2 separate regions of the Mus musculus genome follow, and region 1 is linked to region 2. A link is a contact called in public HiChIP or PLAC-seq data. All regions are on one chromosome and are shown on one strand. Each heading gives the region's core, a stretch centred on a gene start, on an enhancer-like site or on the middle of the called end of the contact. The rest is flanking DNA. Distances are from core to core; before and after follow the strand shown.

What was found. HiChIP or PLAC-seq counts read pairs in DNA pulled down with a chosen protein or histone mark.
Region 1: a FOXA1 HiChIP or PLAC-seq map of pancreatic cancer cells shows a contact between it and region 2. The contact joins the promoter of Vwa3b here to the promoter of Arid5a in region 2. A contact is called at or near these places in 1 of 484 Hi-C or Micro-C datasets (CD8 T cells) and 2 of 115 datasets of contacts at active chromatin or transcription factors (memory CD8 T cells and pancreatic cancer cells).

Annotation. Positions count from the first base shown.
Region 1 is chr1:37,027,853-37,030,672 of GRCm38.p6, forward strand. It overlaps Vwa3b (von Willebrand factor A domain containing 3B), which reads left to right and starts at 1,461. Exons shown (of 28, transcript NM_001370828.1): 1 at 1,461-1,576.
Region 2 is chr1:36,306,435-36,309,134 of GRCm38.p6, forward strand. It overlaps Arid5a (AT rich interactive domain 5A (MRF1-like)), which reads left to right and starts at 1,299. Exons shown (of 7, transcript NM_001172205.1): 1 at 1,299-1,402. The coding sequence starts at 1,399.

The DNA of each region.
Region 1 (2,820 bases), core at 211-2,710, 720 kb after region 2:
CTGATGCAGAGGCCACGGAAGGATGCTGCTTATTGGTTTGCTTCATGTGGCTTACTCTAGACTCTTTTAAAAAAAAGATTTATTTATTTATTTATTTATTTATTATGTACACAGTGTTCTGCCTGCACTTCAGAAGAGGGCATCAGATCTCATTATAGATGTTAGCCACCATGTGGGTGCTGGAAATCGAACTCGGGACCTTTGAAAAAATAATCAGTGCTCTCAACCTCTGAGCCATCTCTCCAGCCCTTATAGAATCTTTTACTTATAGATTTTCATAAGCACATTTTTGTGTGAGTGTGATTGCTTGAAGAATGGCAGGTTTGCATTTTGAGCCATCTGTATGCTTGTAAGGCAAGACTAAATAAGCATTAGGTAGAGTGCAGTACCGAATCCCTATAGGAGTACTACCTGTAGATTTGCAAAAACCACAGCTCTCAGCTTAGAGGGTATAAGCAAGCCTGTTCTGGAGCCATTTTGAATAGCTGTGGCCCTGTACAACACAGATTTAGTTTACCCCAAACTCCATGTTCCAACGTGGAAGCAGTTTCATGAACTTTTCATAGAACAAAGAAAGTCACAAATCATGATAAATTTAAAGTACCTTGGAGGGCACACCAGAGAAGCAGGCACGGTGAGAGTGGGGAAAGCTTTTCAAGATGCTGTGGGACATTCTTAGCCTTTGGATTGGTGGAGGCTAGTTGTCCGTCTATCTTTTAGTCACAAGAGGTTAGTTTGGTCACAGAAGTGGGCAAGGAATGGCTCTCCAAGAGGGGTTAGAACTGGCCCAAGATAAGGCAATTAGCCTTCAGAACAGCAACATTCTAACCTCTCTGCAGAACTGAAATTCTAATCAGTCAAAATCAGTCTCTGCGGACACAGCTTCCCTCCCCCCTCCTCTCCAGGAGGTTTTATTCACAATCTTTTTTTTTTTTTTTTTTTTTTTTTTTTTTTGATCCTGGCAGCTCTTGTGTCCAAAGTTACAATCTGGCAAAACTGTGAACGCTCATCTGACCACCCCTTCTAGCTGAGCACCTGTAACGAACCGCTCCAACTCTAGGTTTCCTTCCCTTAAAGACGCAATGAAGAAAGGATCTCTTTATAATACCGAGGGAGAAATCAAAACAAAAGGCGCGGGCTGCGGTAATCTGCCGGAAGTAAATCGAGAGAACAGGCTTCCTTCAGCGGGCAGTCGTCTGCTTTTCTGCCCATCTGAATATTTGTTAACCTAATCTCTAATATTTGCCGCTGTCAACTTTCCCAGGGTCAGGCGCAGAGGACGAGCCTTAGGCTGCTCTCTTTCCGGGTGGACCAAATTGGTTTTGCAACACCAACATCCAGTTTCTTCGCAGTCCCCATCATCTCTTTACTCCCTCTGAGGGGCTCATTGGTGGGCGGGGCCGGATCCCGAGCCACGCTGTGATTGGCGGTGTCTTAGCAACTGCAGCGATGTGGTTGTCAACAGAAACTGGACTCCCGCAACTCTGTGCCCGAGGCGGGGACCCTTCGCCAGCATCAGGGGGAGTCACAGCCTTGTCCAGCAGTGGGATGCTGGCCGCGCCCACCTCCTGCTCTGGTTAGTGAGGCCCTGGAGGGTGGGAGGGTCGCTGACGCACGCAAGCCGCCTGGCCTCGCAACTGACAGATTACTTACTAAGTGGGGGATACCATCCTTCTAGACCAGATCTTCCAGGTTTCCAACTGGTTGTGTGAGGGAAAAAACAAGTTTGTAATTTCCGAGCTGGACCTCGCTTCTGCTGGGAAAGGGCAGTGGCCAGGCCGCACCCACTTGAGAGCTGGATTTCAGAGTCAAAGTCGCAGACGTGTGCGAGCCCTTCTTACCCAGGGCTCTCCCCCCACCCCCACTCTTTGCAGAAGCTCAGCTCCCTAATGCTTGTCTATCCAGAGGCCAAAGTTAGTCAGAGGACATAGCATACTGATCAGTATATTAGAAACTCATTTCTGAGAAGCAATGATCAAAACTTAACAATCCAAACTCAAAGCGATCTTCTTGAGTGAAAGGTTTGAGTCTGGAGAAAGCCTCTGCTTGCCTCTTGGTTTTTGGGGGCATTCACATCACTTTCACTTTCTAATATGGACTTTTAACCTCATGTAGTTGTTCTTCTAATCTTCTCAGAAGTTCTCCATTTCTTTTCTTCTCGGCGATGACCTAACAGCCCCACCCCCACCCCACGAGCCCAGTTTTCAATTCTTGGTCCTGTTCTCAACAGTGTGTCCCACAGACCATTTCAATCCCTTAACCCTGCCCACGTTTATCTGAGGCGATGCTCTTAGCCTAGCTTTGCCTTTTAAGGATAGAAAGAATAAGACTGTTAAGAATTGTAACAGGATACATCAGGGAACTTCATCCCAGCTTCCTTTCTTCCCAGAAGAATCAGAGTTCAGAACTCCCACAACATACCTCCCCATCTCCTACCCCTCCATACTACTCCCTCCCTCCCTCCCCCATGCACAGATTTCTTTTTTTAGAAACTAGCAAGGATGAAGATTGGAGGTGTTGATCATACGTTTACCAAGGATCCAAATTGAATTAATAGAGTCTAAGTTAGACTCTGGTCCAGGGCTTGTAAGAACAGTGACTGGATTGTTCTTGGCTTCTCACTATGGGCAGGTGCATAGCAGCCGACAAAGAAGGGCTCTTAGCGTGATCCCAGTCCTCCTGCCTCAGTTTCCTAAGTGTTGGGATGAAAGGTCTTATCCATCTTAATCTTCCTGCTGTCCTGGGAGCTTTGCCTGTCCCTGGCACTCAATGGCTCGATGGACAACTCCAAGTTTTTAGGACTGCGGACAACCAGAGGTG
Region 2 (2,700 bases), core at 49-2,548:
TGCCTCATTGATAGATGTATCCAATCCAGGAGGTAGTGGATGGTCTATACTGCAACACTGAAGGCAGCGTGCAGATCTCCATACCTAACCTGGCACTGTAGCTAACCCAACCAATCGACCCTTACCAAATGAACACAGTGACTAGAAGCCTGTGAAGTTTCCAGGTGGTATCTCTTGGTAGATTGCATCTCTGCTAGAGTCTTGGATCTCTTGGGGTGGACTGGGGTTTGTAATCTTGGATGTGGGAGGCACTGTTACAATCATTGTTCTGCTCGTTATTCTGAGCAGTTAATAAATATCAACCACAATATTGCCTGTTACCAGATCGGCAAGCACTGGTTTATTACAATTATCCACCAAGCTCACTGGTGTCTGCTCCAGGCTGAGCTTGCAGATCTGCCATTCCAGAGCTTATGGATAAAGCCCAGAGGGTCAAAGTCATCAAATGCAGACTGTCCATTTGTTCAGTGTGAAGGGGAACACTAAAATGTTGGGGGCTAACTATGAAGCCTTCCTCTGTGCCCCAATTCTCTAGCCCTACCACCGACCAGTAATATGAGCTAATTAATCACCCAGGCCTGTTTTGCTCTATATAATGAAGATAATGATGGTATGAAATGCACCGAGCTGTATGAGTATTATAGTTAATCAACAGAATTTGATTCCGGGGATACTAACTACATAATAGGAACAGAGTTCGAGTTCAAGCTAATAAGGCTTTCTGCTTTTAAATCTCAAGTTTTAGCGTCATCTTCTATAACCCACACGGGTCCAAATGACTGTTCTCTCTACTAATCTTGTCCACATTCACCCTCAACTCGTTCACTTCCTCTTTGCACGGTCCATCTTGTGGCTTTCACTCAGTCTACATGACATATGTAGACATGGGCATTTTGGGCATTAGGCCTGGACCACAGACTTTCTAGATTGGCCTCTGGTAGGCTAACAGTACTTACTGTGTAAAGTTGGAAAGGATGGAACCGGCCAGGACCACTTCAGGTAAAAGCCAGAAGCACTTTATTTAACCCCACCCAGTCTTTGGCAAGCTACAAAGAGCGGGCAGTTTTTCTAAGACTCTAGTTTTGCCTCTAGGGAAACCAACAGACATGCGACAGCAGTTGATTCTTGAGTTTCTTACATCAGCCCCTAGCTGCAAAGTGGGCGCACACTACAACTCCCAGACGTCCTCGGGTCTAAGGGGGCGGAGTCTGCTCCGCTCTAGAAAATAGGATTCACCAATGGGCGCCCAGAGCGCTGGGGGGGGGCGGGTCCATGGGCGGGTCCGCGGGGGAGGAGGCAGTCGAGCGGCGCCGGTAGTCAGTCGCGCCGAGAGCGCTGGGACAGGACGGCTGTGCGTGTAGAGGGTCTCTGCATAGCGACGCGCGCTCTCGCTGGGCCATGGGTAAGCGGCTGGCGGGCGGCGCCGGGGTCAGAGGGCTGGGGTCCCAGAGCGATCGTGGCTCTCAGGGTAACCCGAATGTCTGCGTGCTCTCTTCTCGTGGAAAGTCGGGGCGGCCAGGGGCTTCCCAGGCGTTTATCTCGAAACTCTCCTCTCCGAGTCTGGACTGAAATTCACTGAGCCGCCCACACTTCCTGCTGCGGTTTCAATCTCGAGCTGCTCTGGGCCCATTTGTTGTGACAGCTGTCAGCAGCAGCTTCTCGGCCGCGGGCCCCTCCCTGCCCCGTGCCAGCCCAGCGCTTCGCTTCTCAGAAACCGAGGCGCCCGGGCCGCGCGCAGCGCTTCCCACTGCGGCCGCGATTCCTGAAAGTGACTGCGCGGGTTTTGAAGAAATTGCTCAATGCGCTTTGAAGAATCAACGGTTCCTCTTTTCTGCCAAGGGACATGCTGATGGTTTGACGGTCACACGCTTCAGATCCCCTGCTCCTTCTCTCTTCTCTTTCCTTTTTCTTTTTGTTTCTTTTTCTTTCCAACCCCCAGCAGGAAAGACGGTTTCTTTTTACCCGCCTGATCTTCTGAGTTTCCCTCTTTTCCCTCGGGTCTCTTCAAAGGGACAGGGTGATGGCCCTGGACTGGGGGTGTTTAGTGGACCGAGGGCAGAAGCTCAGGCTGCCAGAGTGCGACGAACAAGTTTGGCTTTGCTCTTATTGCGAACTAGGGGCACAACCACACCACCGATCTGTGGCCCTTTGCACTCACTACCCAGGCGTTGCTCCCTGGCCGGGGTCACATCCCACACCTAACCCACAGGCACAGTGGGGCCAACCGTAGGCCGGGAAGGCCTCAAATTAATCCCAAATTGTGCTGCTCAGGCTGTATCCCCTAGTTTGCAGAGTCTTTCATTTCAGATGAGTGTAACAGGTGCTCCTTGCCCCGCCCCGCGGGCACTGCTGGGAATTGATGCAAATCTAAGGATCTCAGTGTCTAAAGAGGATGGATGCCTGGGCAGGGGAGGGTGAGGAATGTTAAGCTAGAGGGTCTGTCTCTACAGCAGTTAGTGTCCTAAATGACTGCTTGGCCTAGAACTTGAAGTGACAGAGGCAGAATGGCCTAGAATTATATACCCCACCCCGTCTTCTATTACAGAGAAACTGAGGCATAGAGACAGACTAAGGTCTGACAGTGAGGGAGGACCAGGCTTCAAAAACTCCTTGCTCTTTCTCTTCTTTCCTAGTGGCCTTCCGCTGCCCTCGGTGGGAAGCTGATCTGTAATGATCTAGATTGCCTCTTGGACGAGTGTA